Regions from separate parts of the Mus musculus genome. Here region 1 is linked to region 2. A link is a contact called in public promoter capture Hi-C data. All regions are on one chromosome and are shown on one strand. Each heading gives the region's core, a stretch centred on a gene start, on an enhancer-like site or on the middle of the called end of the contact. The rest is flanking DNA. Distances are from core to core; before and after follow the strand shown.

What was found. Promoter capture Hi-C pulls out the DNA fragments that hold promoters and counts their contacts.
Region 1: a promoter capture Hi-C map of liver shows a contact between it and region 2, with 5 times the contacts expected there. The contact joins the promoter of Sfswap here to the promoter of Glt1d1 in region 2.

The regions. Positions count from the first base shown.
Region 1 is chr5:129,496,252-129,502,984 of GRCm38.p6, reverse strand. Sfswap (splicing factor SWAP) reads right to left here and starts at 1,754. Exons shown (of 18, transcript NM_172276.3): 1 at 1,389-1,754. The coding sequence starts at 1,606. It overlaps Gm40332 (a long non-coding RNA gene), which reads left to right and starts at 1,759. Exons shown (of 3, transcript XR_868547.2): 1 at 1,759-1,883; 2 at 2,431-2,465; 3 at 2,637-2,735. It overlaps Gm34468 (a long non-coding RNA gene), which reads right to left. Exons shown (of 3, transcript XR_377099.3): 3 at 5,568-5,681.
Region 2 is chr5:127,629,720-127,636,232 of GRCm38.p6, reverse strand. It overlaps Glt1d1 (glycosyltransferase 1 domain containing 1), which reads right to left and starts at 3,971. Exons shown (of 12, transcript NM_177005.4): 1 at 3,882-3,971. The coding sequence starts at 3,949. It also overlaps a transcript of Slc15a4 not described here.

The sequences.
Region 1 (6,733 bases), core at 505-3,004, 1.9 Mb before region 2:
CTTAACTTACAAATGTATTATTTTCAAATATTACACATATACATGTGTGGTGTTTGCTCCCCACCGGTTTTGGGAGGTCTAACTCATATCATGCACAGAATGATATGGAAACTGCATACGGAGTAGAGGTTTCAGCATTTGCCCAACTTTTGACAGTACACATCCCCACGAGTGCCTGGGAAGCAGCATCACTGGCTATCAACCGAGCGAGGTTCAAAGGCATAGCACCTTCCAGCAGAGTGGACCATCAGATCCAGAGCCGATCTGATAGGCAACACTCCCTTCACAAGTCCTTTCTTCCTAGATCTCTCCCCAAATGGAGACGTAAGGGATCGGAAAGGCCTACTGGTCATTAACCGTGTCCGTTCTGGCCAGCTCACAGGTAATCCCTACAGTCATGCAAGTTCCAAGTCTTTGCAGCATCCAGTTTTACTTGTCTCAAACGATGGGTTTACTTCACTTGGAGAAAACCACGCCACAGCTTAATGGTTGCTCACAGTTAGTCCTGGGCCCAGAAGCAATATCGCCCAACGGAAGGACAAATACCCAAACCCGGGATGGTGGAGAAAGAAAGAGAGATGGAAAAAATGAGGAGAGAGGTGGGGAGCAAAACACCCAATCATGTAATGCCATCCTTTTCAAATCAAACACCATCAGAAATTCACGTTCCCACCCCTTTACCCTCAACTCCAGGCACCCTTCAGTGGGTGTGATTTGAAAAGAACCAACACAAAGGTATAAACCCAGCTCCACCCTTCGGCTTTAGAAAACAGTGAAACCAGCTCTAAGAACGCTACCCCCTAAGAGCAAGGTCCGCACGGGTCGACCGGCTTCCAACAAGACAGCAACTTCACCCACTACCGCGGTTGGGCAAATGGTCGCAATAACCGCGGGGAAGGGCTCGCCCGGACGCCAAAAGTCAAGCCGGCCAGAGACGGTTCAGGCTACCTCACGGGGTTGGGGGGTCCAAAAGAAGCTTCTACCCACGGGCCTCGGCGTGCGGCGCTTCGGAGGAACAAAAGCGCACTCCCGGACTCCCTCCCCGCACAGCCAGCGGAGGGACAGCGGCACCCGCCCCACGGCGCGGGCGGGCGGGCCCCGGACAGCTTCCACCCGCGCTGAGTCGCCAGCGGCAGCCCGGGCTCGAGGGGTTGTGGGAGCAGAGTCGATCCCTCCGGCGACGGGGAGGCGCCAGCTCTGGCCGGAGCCTTAGGGCCGGTTTCACCGTCCCCTCCCCCCGGACGCCGGGGAACGTGGGGGGCAGGGAGGCCCCCCGAGTCCCCGGGCTCCGCAAAACCCCCTTTTTCGGTCCCGGCCATCAAGTCAACATCAGGCGAAATCAAGCGGGCGAGGGAGGGGAGGGTCGACGGGTGGGGGGAGGAACCGACCTGTCGATGAGGATCTTGGGGTCCCCCATCCAGGGGATGAGGTGCTGTCCCTGTTCCTGGGCCAAAGCCCGCTCGTCGTCGCGGAACAACTTGCAGGCATAGCCGAAAACCAGAAGCTCCACCCGGTTGCCCCCAGTGCCGGTGCCGCCCGGCCCGGCCTCCTCCTTCACTCCGCCTTTCCTCTCCGGCTTGGCACGGCCCCCGCCGGCACCGTACATGACAGCGTCCCCGACGTCCGGGACGGTCTGCTGCTGGGCCGAACAACGTCCCCGATGCCTCGCCTGGCCTACCCACTCAGTCACAGGCGCCGCATCCTCTTCGCAACTTCAACACAGCCGCCATAGCGAGCCACAAAATGGAGGAGACGCAACTTCCGGTAGGAAACCCGCTCTTTCCGGAGGTGAGAGTGGTAGATTCGCCACGTCCGCAAGCTGTTTGAGCCGCTAAAAAATTAAGTAGATGTTAGTTTTCGTTGTCCAACTTGATCTTGCGATGGTAAGTTGTGTTTATGGAAAGAAATTTATTTCTGCCATTTTTTGGAGGCCTCCTAGGATGTGACGAAAGCGCGGTTGGTGGCCGCGCGCCAACTTCTACTGTCGTTGGAGGGCGGCCGCCAGGTGTGGAGACAAGTGGGGATCTTGTTGGGAACGCGTCTTTGCCGTCCTAGTGAGACAGTTTGCTCCTTTCTAACAGCCCGATTTTTAGATCACTAGGAAGCCTAGCCCTGGCCGCCTGACTGAGGGCGTTTCCAGGACTTGTGAGCCCTAAATATTCGGAGTGGCGGGCTTTCAGTGGCTACGGGCTTCAGTGGCGGAGAAAGACTCCAGCTAGGAGACAGCGCTACGGGTTGTTTCCTTCTGGGGAGCAGATTCTTTCCCTTTCCCTTTTTAAAATACAGGATGTCACTGTGATCCAAATTAGACTCGAACTCTGACTGTCCTAGCTCAGTTAAGATGCTAGTATTATCGACGTGAGGTCTGCAGGGCTGCAGTTTTTTCTGGTGTCTGACCCAGATGCTTGATTTTCTTTTTCCCCCTTTCAGTTCTGAACATGGACCCAGGGCCTCACCATTGCTAGGTAAAACACTATCATTGAGTTATATCATTGCTAGGTAAAACACTATCATTGAGTTATATCTGCAGCCCTTTTTGTTTTAGTTTCAAGATAGGGTCTTGCTTAGTGCCCCGGGGTGACATTTAACTTTAATTTTTTTTTTAATTTTTACTTATTTTGTGTGTATATGTGTAGGCGACTCGAGTTAGATCAAGTCCGACTGGATGGAAGGAGAGAAGAACTTCTCAGCCACGGACACCCCCCTCCCTCCCCAAATAACTTAGGTTTTTAAAAAGTGGATAGTGATTTAGAAAAACAACTGATGTTGACCTCTGGCCTCCATATGCATTTGTGTACACACGTGCACACACACATACAGACATGTACATAGTACACCAGAACGAATACTAAGTAAAATAGTTATGATGTGGAGAAGGTTGCTTTGCAGAAATGTTTGTGTCTACTTTTGAAACAGTTGGGAAAAAAAAAAAAGAAACGGTTGGAATTTTTGTCTTAACCTCAAGCCAAAATTCATTTAATGATTTTTTTTTAATGTAAAGTAACTCAGCGCACACACACACACACCAGCAGAGATGTCTCAGTTGATAAGTGCTTGCCTTACGCACATGAGCACCTGAGTTTGATTGCCAGAACCCATGCAAAAAGTACTGGGTGTGATGGCGATTGCTTATAATCCTTGTGCTCTAGAAGTAGAGACAGGTTGAGGTGTTGGGTTCCATGGCCATCTAACCTGCTTTACTTGGTGAGTTCTAGGCCAGTGAAAGGCCCTATATTACACTAGATGTACTTGAGATGGCACTTGAGAAATGACATCCAGTGTTGTTCTCTGACCCCCATACAGGCTATTTGAATTTCATCTAAGTCTTCCCTAAGAACCCAATGCCCTTTTACACTATAAGTCAGTGACTTATGATCCCCTAGGTAAAGACCTGCAGGCTGCCTTTTGGGACCACATACATCTGTGATATAGCTGGTGCATACACTGTTACTTCTTGCCCCAGGCGGCTTGCTCTCTGGTCCTTTTTTTAAATTTTTTTCGAGACAGGGTTTCTCTGTGTAGCCCTGGCTGTCCTTGAGTTTATTCTGTAGACCAGGCTGGCCTCGAACTCAGAAATCCGCCTGCCTCTGCCTCCCAAGTGCTAGGATCAAAGGCGTGCGCCACTACTGCCTGGCTTGCTCTCTGGCTGACTGGCTCACAATGCGATCTAGGCTTGTGTTGTCCTGTGGGCTTTATTTGTGGAAAATAAATTTGCTTTCTTGTAGCTTGTTGCATGAGTGTTTTCTGCTTCACCCGTTTGAGACATACTGCTAGCTAGCACACACAGAATGAACCCCACTTTGAGCTGTTGTGGCCTCTGTGGCTTCTGTGTTTGGAAGCCACCACTGGCAAGCCCTCCTGGATCGAGTCCCACAATTTATGTTGTGTTCTCTGAGTTTATTTATTTATTTATTTATTTGTTTATTTGAACAGGGGAAAGTTACAAACTAATATAGAAATCTCAACAGAAACTGCCCTGTTTTTATCTTCCGGGACCCTGGAAGCCACCACTGGCAAGCCCTCCTGGATCAAGTCCCACAATTTATGTTGTGTTCTCTGAGTTTATTTATTTATTTGGACAGGGGAAAGTTACAAGCTAATATAGAAATCTCAACAGAAACTGCCCTGTTTATGTTGTGTTCTCTGAGTTTGTTTGTTTGTTTGTTTGTTCATTTGGACAGGGGAAAGTTACAAGCTAATATAGAAATCTCAACAGAAACTGCCCTGTTTTTATCTTCCGGGATCCTGGCTGGCTTTATCAGAAAACCTCTAGTATGTAAAATTACCAAGAAGACCTGGACTCATAGATTAGTCTTGATCCAAGGAGGTTGGAACTCTGTCTAGTGGTACACATAGTTGATGTGTACATAAGAACTACAAGTTCCATGGGCAAACTGCAGCTTCGAAGCTTTTTTTTTTTTTCGAGACAGAATCTCATGTAGCCCAGGCTGGCCTCAAACTTGCTATGTAGCCAAGGATTACCTTGAACTTCCGATCTTCCTGCATCTACTTCCTGAGTGCTGCTATTATAGGAGTGCGCCTGGTTATACGGTTCTGTGGATGGAACCCAGAGCCTCATATGTCCTAGGCAGGCACTTTACAAATGGAACTGTATCCCTAGCCCTATACTTGGGTTTAACACCAACTTGAGAGGCACCCAGATTAAACAACGCCCTTAGAGCTTGCTAAGGCTGCTTCTCTCCGGAATGTGCCACCTGTCACCTATTTCAAAGGAAGCTTGGTATATACATAGGTGACCTTCTGACATCAAAAAGTACAGATGCAGTGAAGCATGTCAATGCTTCTAAACCTTCCTATCACTTGGATCCTTTAATACAGTTCCTCATGTTGTGGTGACCCCCCAACCATGTAATTATTTTTTGTTGCTACTTCATACCTGTAATCTTGCTACTGTTAAGAATCGTAATAGAATTATCTGTTTTTTCTGATGGTCTTAGGCAACCCTTGTGAAAGGGTCATTCGACCCCTCCAAAGGGATCTTGACCTATGGTGTTGGGGCAGGGAGCTCTAACCCAGAGTTTTGTGCATGCTAGTCGAGCACTTCAGTTAAGTCCCAACATCCTGTTTTGCTGTTTGGTTGAGATGGAGGTCTCGACGAAAATAGCCTAGGGTGACCTTGATCTTCCCGCCCCAGCCTTCAGAAACCTGCATCACCACAAACGCCCACCATCTTAAATAAAATAACCACCTTAAAATAAAAGTGCCTTGGTTGCAGTGTGTCCCAGGCTTCGCTTCCTCAGCGTGGCATTTTGACAGCTCAGTTTAGAGATGAATGAAATGGAACCCAGCCAGAGGCAGTGGCTGTTCACTGGCTGGCAAAGGAGAATTTTATTTCTGAGGTAAAGACAGGAGCTTATCTCAAATCTTCACAATTAATTTCGCCTCCCTCCTGCCTTTCCCTCACTTTTCTGAGAGCTCTAAGCCTCAGGGAAAGAATAATAACAACAACAATTTTTAGGTCCTAACAACTATGTTTAAATTTCCTTCCTTCTCCTTATCCCCAGTGAGTGTAAGGGGGCCTCGGAGTCAGCACAGAGCACATCCAGACACCAGATTCTCAGCACAACAGACATTTATTACTCTGGAGGGGCAATCGTGTCTTCGGGGTGGGGATGAGATGGAGGTTGCCTTTGGGTCAGACAAGACAGCAACGAGTGTTTCTGCAGGCATGGTTTTCAAAAGGAGAGAGAGAGAAAGAGAAGTCTGTGTTAGCATGGTAAATCCTGATTGAACATGTTATCCAGTGTAGTCAAATAATGAATTTTGATTGCAGCAGGACCTTGGTGGTTTAGTCAAGCATGGGGAAATGGCCAAATAAAAGAACAGACCTTGGTGGCTAGCTCCAGAAATGTAATCTAATGCTTTAGCAGGGGAGAAGGAAGGTGGGTGGGCAAGACCTACAGGTGCAGCCACGTTTGCCGTTCAGACCTGTTAGAGAGCCCTTCCACCAATGCTGTTCCTTAAGTTCAGGAGCCGCTGACGGGGAGGGGCTGGTAGAAAGGTAAGTCTGTGCTCAGCTCACTTTCTCCATTTTATGAAGTCCGGGACCCCAGCCCGTGGGGATAGTGCCACCCACAGACAGGGAAGCTGGGGTTTCTCACTTCAGTTATCCAGGCATTCATAGAGGCTTGTCTTCCAGGCCACTAAAGAGCCTACCAAGTTGTCCGTCAGTATTAAGTATCACCCACCCACTCCATCTTTGGGCCACTGGCAGGAAGTTTAGGTTTAAATCGAAGGGAAGAAGAATGCACAATTAAGCAGTCCTAGCTGGGTGGTGGCAGCACACACCTTTAATCCAGAACTCTGAGGCAATCCGATCTCTGTGAGTTCAAGGCCAGCTTGGTCTGTAAGTTCCAGGACAGCCAGAGCTACACAAAGAAACCGTCTCCAAAAACTAAAAACAAACACTAAAATAAAATGAAATTAAAAAAAAACAAAAAAACAAAAAAACTACTTGGCTTCAGTCTGACCTGCAAGATGGTCTGCTGAGTTATTGGAACTTCGTGAAATCTCAGCCTTCCTCCTTCCTTATCTAAATTATTATTATTATTATTATTATTATTTTGAGAATCTAACCAACAAGAGTAGGAAGCTCATTCACAGTCAAAACACATCTTAACATCCTTTCATCCTACCTATAAGAAGAGTTTCCTTGATTCTTTTTTTGCTTTTTTTTTTTCCCCAGACAGGGTTTCTCTGTGTAGCCCTGGCT
Region 2 (6,513 bases), core at 2,722-5,221:
TCCTTCCTTCCTATCTTTCTTTCTTTCTTTCTTTCTTTCTTTCTTTCTTTCTTTCTTTCTTTCTTTCTTTCTTTCTTTCCTCCTCTCTCCCTGTCCCTCTCTCTTTCCAGACTGTCATTATGTAGCCCCTGGCTGGCCTAAAGCTCACTTAAGTAAACTAAACTGTTCTTGAACTCACAAAGATCTGCCTTCTTCCACACTCTGTTTGCCTGCTCGTGTATTTATTTGCTTCCATTTATTTATTTATGTATGTATTTATTACAGGGTCTCATGTGAACTCTTTACTTAGTAGAGAATCACCATAAGCTTTTGATCCTTAGGCTCCGCATTCAAAGTCCTGATCAGATCGCACATATGTACCACCACACCCATTATGCACAATGCTGGGGGTGGACCCCAGGGCCTAATGTCTGCTAAGCAAGCACTCTACCAACTGAGCCACAAGCACCCTGAGCCACAAGCACTCTACCAACTAAGCCACAAGTACTCTGAGCTATAAGCACTCTACCAACTGAGCCACAAGTACCCTGAGCCACAAGCATTCTACCGACTAAGCCACAAGTAGTCTGAGCCACAAGCACTCTACCAACTACATCATAAACACTCTGAGCCACAAACACTCTACCAACTGAGCCACAAGCACCCTGAGCCACAAGCATTCTACCAACTAAGCCACAAGTACTCTGAGCTACAAGCACTCTACCAGATGAGCCATAAGCACTCTACCAACAGCCCCCATTGCTTCTAAAACGCATGGGACACAGGTTCAGTCCCTCTTACCTGCCATCCTACAGCTAACACTACCTTCATTTTATGGCTGTTCTTGGCCTTTTGTGACAAAAACCTTGCCCTTATTTCCAGCCTCATGCCCAACCCTGACTCGGGCAGATTAGCTGCCTTGTCACACTGTGATGCCCTGATTCATGACCACCAGTCCTCACCAAGCCAATGAAAGGACTCAGAATCACTAAATTCTAATTACTCAGCCTCATAGAAACTTTAGTGTTTTGTTCTTCAAGATAGGGTTCCTCTGTGTAGCCCTGGCTGTCCTGGAACTCATTCTGTATTCCAGGCTGGCCTCAAATTCAGAGAACCACCTGCCTCTGCCTTCCCAAGTGCTGTGATTAAAGGTATATCCTACTGTGCTTGGAGATATATATATATATATATAAATTTTGTGCACTTGTATGTGTCTATGTGGGGATGGTGTGAGCACAGATTCCCAGGAGGCCAGAAGGGAGTGTTGGATCCCTGGGATCTGGCTTACCAGTGGCTGTGAGCCTCTAGACATAGCTGCTGCAAAAACTGTGTGCTTTTGAGTCTTTTTTTTTTCTCTATACCTGAACCCCTCTTTTTAATATGGGTGGTGGGATTTGAACTCAGATCCATATGCTTTGGCAACAAGCACTCTTCTTCACTGAGCTATCTTCCCAGCCCCGGAGACGTGACGTTTGTCTAGGAAAGTCAGTTCTTATGCTGCAAGCAGAGAGTGTCAGTTTCAAAAGAATGGGGGTAGAATTTTCAGGTTTTATGGTTGTTTTCTGGGAAAGAGGGCTCAGATTTCTATGACTACTTTGGGGAAGAGAAATTCTCTTTGTATTTTGTTGTTGTCCTTTGCTTGCTCTATGTAAGAAAGGGTTGGAGAGATGGCTTGGTGGTTAAGAGCACTGACCGCTCTTCCAGAGGACCCGGGTTCAATTCCCAGCACCCACATGGCAGCTCACAACTCTCTGTGACTCCAAGATCTGACACTCTTACCCAGACATACTTGCAAGCAAAATACCAATGCACGGGGCTGGTGAGATGGCTCAGTGGGTAAGAGCACCCGACTGCTCTTCCGAAGGTCCGGAGTTCAAATCCCAGCAACCACATGGTGGCTCACAACCATCTGTAACAAGATCTGACGCCCTCTTCTGGAGTGTCTGAAGACAGCTACAGTGTACTTACATATAATAAATAAATAAATCTTTAAAAAAAAATACCAATGCACATAAAAAATAAAAATAAATAATGATTTAAAAAAGGAAGGGAACAGGAGATGGGAATATAGGAGGTCAGCTTCAGACTTTGGCATCACCCAATAAATATTCTGAAGGAATCATTTACAGTCAATCACTGATCTGTGAGTCTACAACTTTATTCCAAGGCTATGCGAGCTTCTCACTAAGCCCACCAGGGCCTTCCCTAACCACAGACTATCCCCCTAGGAATGGCACACATCCTCCAAGCCCTCTTCCCCCATGGGAAGGGGCATACAAACTTCTGGGTTAGCGATTGATTCTACTTTGTGACGACCTCCATGCACATGATACATTTGGGCATGTTTTCCACTATTTCATTCATCCGTGATCAAGTCATTCCGGAGAATCTTGGACCTTTCCCACCCACACAGTCAAATGTTAGCTAAAGGTGCTTAATGTTTAAATGGTAATCGCAAATACAATCTCTTCCTCTTACCATGTGCACAAGACAGCTGGATAACTGTCTCGCCAACCTTCTGTTTCTTGAACAGCTTAAGTTAACATTGGCCTCGGGACCTGTGGGTGCTTTCCCTCTGATCTTAGCTTACAAGCTACTTCTGCCGAGAGCCCAGCCTGGACCTTATCACTTGAAGGAGCCCCTCCAACGCAAAGGTTATATTGTTTTGGTATTGCTTTGCTTTGGAGATAGGCTCTCAAGTAGCTGGAAGTTGACAGTAGCAGAGGATGCCCTTGAACTTCTAATGGTCCTGCCTTCAGCTCCCAAAGGCTGGGGTTATCAGCATGTGGTCATGTACAACCGCACCTCCTGGGTTTATGCACTGCTGGGAACGGAACCCAGGGATTCACCTATGCTTGCCTGGCACTCTATCAAATTGGCCACACCCCAGCATGGTTTTATTTGCTCCATGGTCCCAATCGCCCTGGAATGATTTACCCCTGTGTTTACTCTCCTTGTAAATGACTTGCACTTTTCTACTGGAAAGAGCTCAGTCCACAGAGAGCCCGAAGAGTGACTGAATTAGAGGGAGGGGAATCTCACACAATCACAACACTATCACCACTCCGGGGAAACTTCAGGTATGCATCTGCCCGCCTTTGGTTGTTCACTGTGATCTTGAGAGGAACTGTAACATTTTTTTTAGCTTGAAGACTCAACGGCTCTTTCCCATGATGAGGAAACATACCCACTGGGGGCGGGGGGGGGGGGGGAGCCATTGGGAAATGTCTTGAAGCAAGTGGAAGGGGAGGGAGAGAGCGCGCGCGGGGGGCGGGGGGGAGCGAGCAAGTGAGCACGGGCACGTAAGTGTCTGCTTTTCCAATGATTCAGACCAGCCCGGTTTGATCCAGGCAACCAGATGGCCAGAGGTGAATGGACCCGCCTTCCCTGCCTTGTCCTGGCTCCAGGCTTCCGTCCCAGGTAAACATACAAAGCAAAAAGAGGCCTAATTAAATAAAATAAGCTGAGCGTTCAGAAGAGAACCAGGTAGGAAGTGCGGGCGCGGGGGAGGGAATGGCAGCAGCCACGGAACTCGGACCCTGAATCTCCGCACGTGCTGGAGCATCCGATGCACCGGGACTCTGCGTCTTTCCAGCCACGTGGGTCCCCGCTTCTCATCCCAGGCCACTCTGCCCAAAGCTCAAGTCTGCAGCGAGGCCTTTGCTGAGCCTCTGGTTTCCCCCACCACCACCCCGCGTCCCAGCGCTGGCCCAGGCGGCCTCTTTGCGGCATCCTAGGGCACTCACAATAGCCAGACAGGGCAGCAGGCAGCTGGAATCAGAGCTGCAGCCCCTCGCGCCCGCACCTGCGCCTACAACCCGGCCGTTTGTGCACGCGCGGCTCCGGCGCCCGGCCCAGTCCGGCATCCCCACGCGAGGGATGCTCAGGTCCCCGCAACATACCGTAGGCGCCCAGCTGTGACCGCGTTGCCAGTGTGAGGCCTCAGTACTGCCAGGAACAGGAGCCGCATGTCGTCGCTACCGCCAAGAACTGGGCCACCAGGCCCGGGCGGAGGGGTAGGGGTGGATTCGGTCCCGCCTGCTGTTCCAAGGCGGAGCCCGCAGGTTCAGGGGTAGGGAGGGGAGGGGAGGAGGGAGGGAAGGCAGGGAGGGCAGGGGAGGGGACACGAAGGGAAGGGAAGGGAGAAGGGAGATCTGGGGGCCCCGAGGGGACCTGAGGAGACTAGCGGGTGGGGGTGGGGGTGGGGGTCACGAGACCAGGTGTCAGACAGCCACGAGCTCAGAAAGATGGGAGGTGGGGGGAGGTTGTCCACTCTTCAGGCACCAAGAACATAGGTTGTCCTGTGACTTCCCCTCGTAAAGATCATGAGTTGGGCTCCTACATGCAACATAGTGGCTGATACAGAGACTGCTCCCCCAGAGACTAGGACCAGGTGAGGTGTAGGTACAAGACCACATGTGGAGAGGGGACTTGAGCTTCACTTTGCATTGAGAGGACCCTAGACCCTAAGGATGCCCTGGACTCTATGTATGTAGGCAGTCCGTCCTTTTGTAGACTCTGGCTTCCCCAAACTAAGTTCTGTGAACTTCCAGAGAAAGAGTATGGAGAACCAAAATAGAGAAGGCTGTTATGGAGCTGGCTGGGTTCAGGGATGTAGGTTTGCAATTCCAGGAATACAGAGACTGAGGCAGGAGGATTGCTGTAAGTTGAAGACCAGCCACAAGATTCTGAGGAAAGGAGGGGAAGTGGGGGGGGGGGGGCACCCAGCAGCCCTGGATTTCTTGCTTGCTAGACTCTTCTTCCAAGCGTTAAGCCACATCCACATCCGCAGCCTCAGGCAGTTTTTGAGGAGTGTGGTGTAAGGCTAGGAAGTCAGGTTTGTGCAGAGCCCAGGGCTCAGAGCCTCCTGCACTAAATACACCTGAGCAGGAAGGGTGGGAAGAGACAGTCTTGTGACAGCGTGACATTTGGGTGAATTCATGGCGTTTTACAAAGACATGTGCATTATTTAAAGCCCATCAATATTATAGAACCAATATTCTAAGCATAGCCCCGGAAATTAATCTCTTCCCATCCCTGAAAACTCCCTAACAACTTCAAAGAAGAAAGAGTAGGTGCCTGGGTCCCTTGAGTAGCCTTCTCCCAGTCCAGCTTCGTAACACACTGGTCTCTGATTGTCAATGGACAAAGCCTGCCTCTGCAGGGGAACACTGGACCCACTCTCCTACCTATTCACAGGGGGGAAGCAAGGGAAGGTTGGTTGGTTTGTTTGATTGTTTGATTGTTTTTTTTTAATCATATAATTACCTGATTCTTCCTTCTCTCCACAGAAAAGACTAATAGGACTTGCTCTTTTCTTTTCTTTTCTTTTCTTTTCTTTTCTTTTCTTTTCTTTTCTTTTCTTTTCTTTTCTTTTCTTTTCTTCCTTCCTTTCTTTCTTTCTTTCTTTCTTTCTTTCTTTCTTTCTTTCTTTCTTTCAAGTTTTATTTTTGAGTGTGTGCATGCGCGCGTGCATGTGCATCTGTTTAGGTGCCTGTGGAGGCTAGAAGAGGTTATTGGATCCTATAGAGCTGGAGTTACGAGTGGTTGTGAGCTGTCTGATGTGGTTCTGGGATTCAAACCCACATCCTCAGTAGGAACGGCTCCCTTCTGCTCCAGCCCCCCAGAATTTATTTTTGAATCTGGAGATGTCTTCCAGGCGTCTTTTGACTGCCATAGCTCAACCCATCACATTCACATTCCGGAAGGAAGGAGAGAAGGAAGGAAAAATGATGCCCTCAGAGTAGCACATCTCATTTTTCAGGCATACTTCTGGAAATTCACCGGGACCCTTGATGGTGTTCTTTTAATGACGACGTGAGTGCTTTGAGGTTGCAAGGAAGCTGGCCAAAAGATGAGTGTGTGGTGCACACTGTCACCCTCGGCAAAGCTTGTTTATCAGAAAAATGGGAGGGGAGGTCTGAGGTCACCTCTGCGATCTAATCTGTCTACAGAGGAACAAAAGAAAATGTATAATGATCTCTGTTGGTGCAAGCTACGTATGGTGACACACACTTATAAACCCACCTGCTGGTCAAGACACTAAAGCAGGAGAGTAGAAAGTTCAAGGCCAGCATAGGTAACTTGCTGAAACTCTTGTCATTTTGAGTTTAGTTTGGTTTGGTTGAGACAGGGTATCACTATGTAGGACTTCTGTCTTGGAACTCACTCTGTAGACCACCAGGCTGGCCTCAAACTCAGAGATCTGCCTGCCTCTGCCTCTCCAGTGCTGGGATTAAAGGCATGGGTTTTTGTTTTGTTTTGTTGTTTTGGTTGGTTGGTCTGATTGGTTGGTTTGATTTTGGTCTTTTGAGAAACAAGGTTTTGGCCATCCTGGAACTCAACTCTGTAAACCAGAGTCAGCGATCCAACAACCTCTACCTCTTGAGTGCTGGAATTAAAGGTGTTCGCCAGCACCATCCCACCCCTATCCAAGGTATGTTTTAAAAGTAGGATTGAAGCTGGTATAAGGGTGCATGCCTTTAGTCCTGGCATTTTGGAGGCAGAGGCAGTGAGAACTCTTGAGTATGAGGC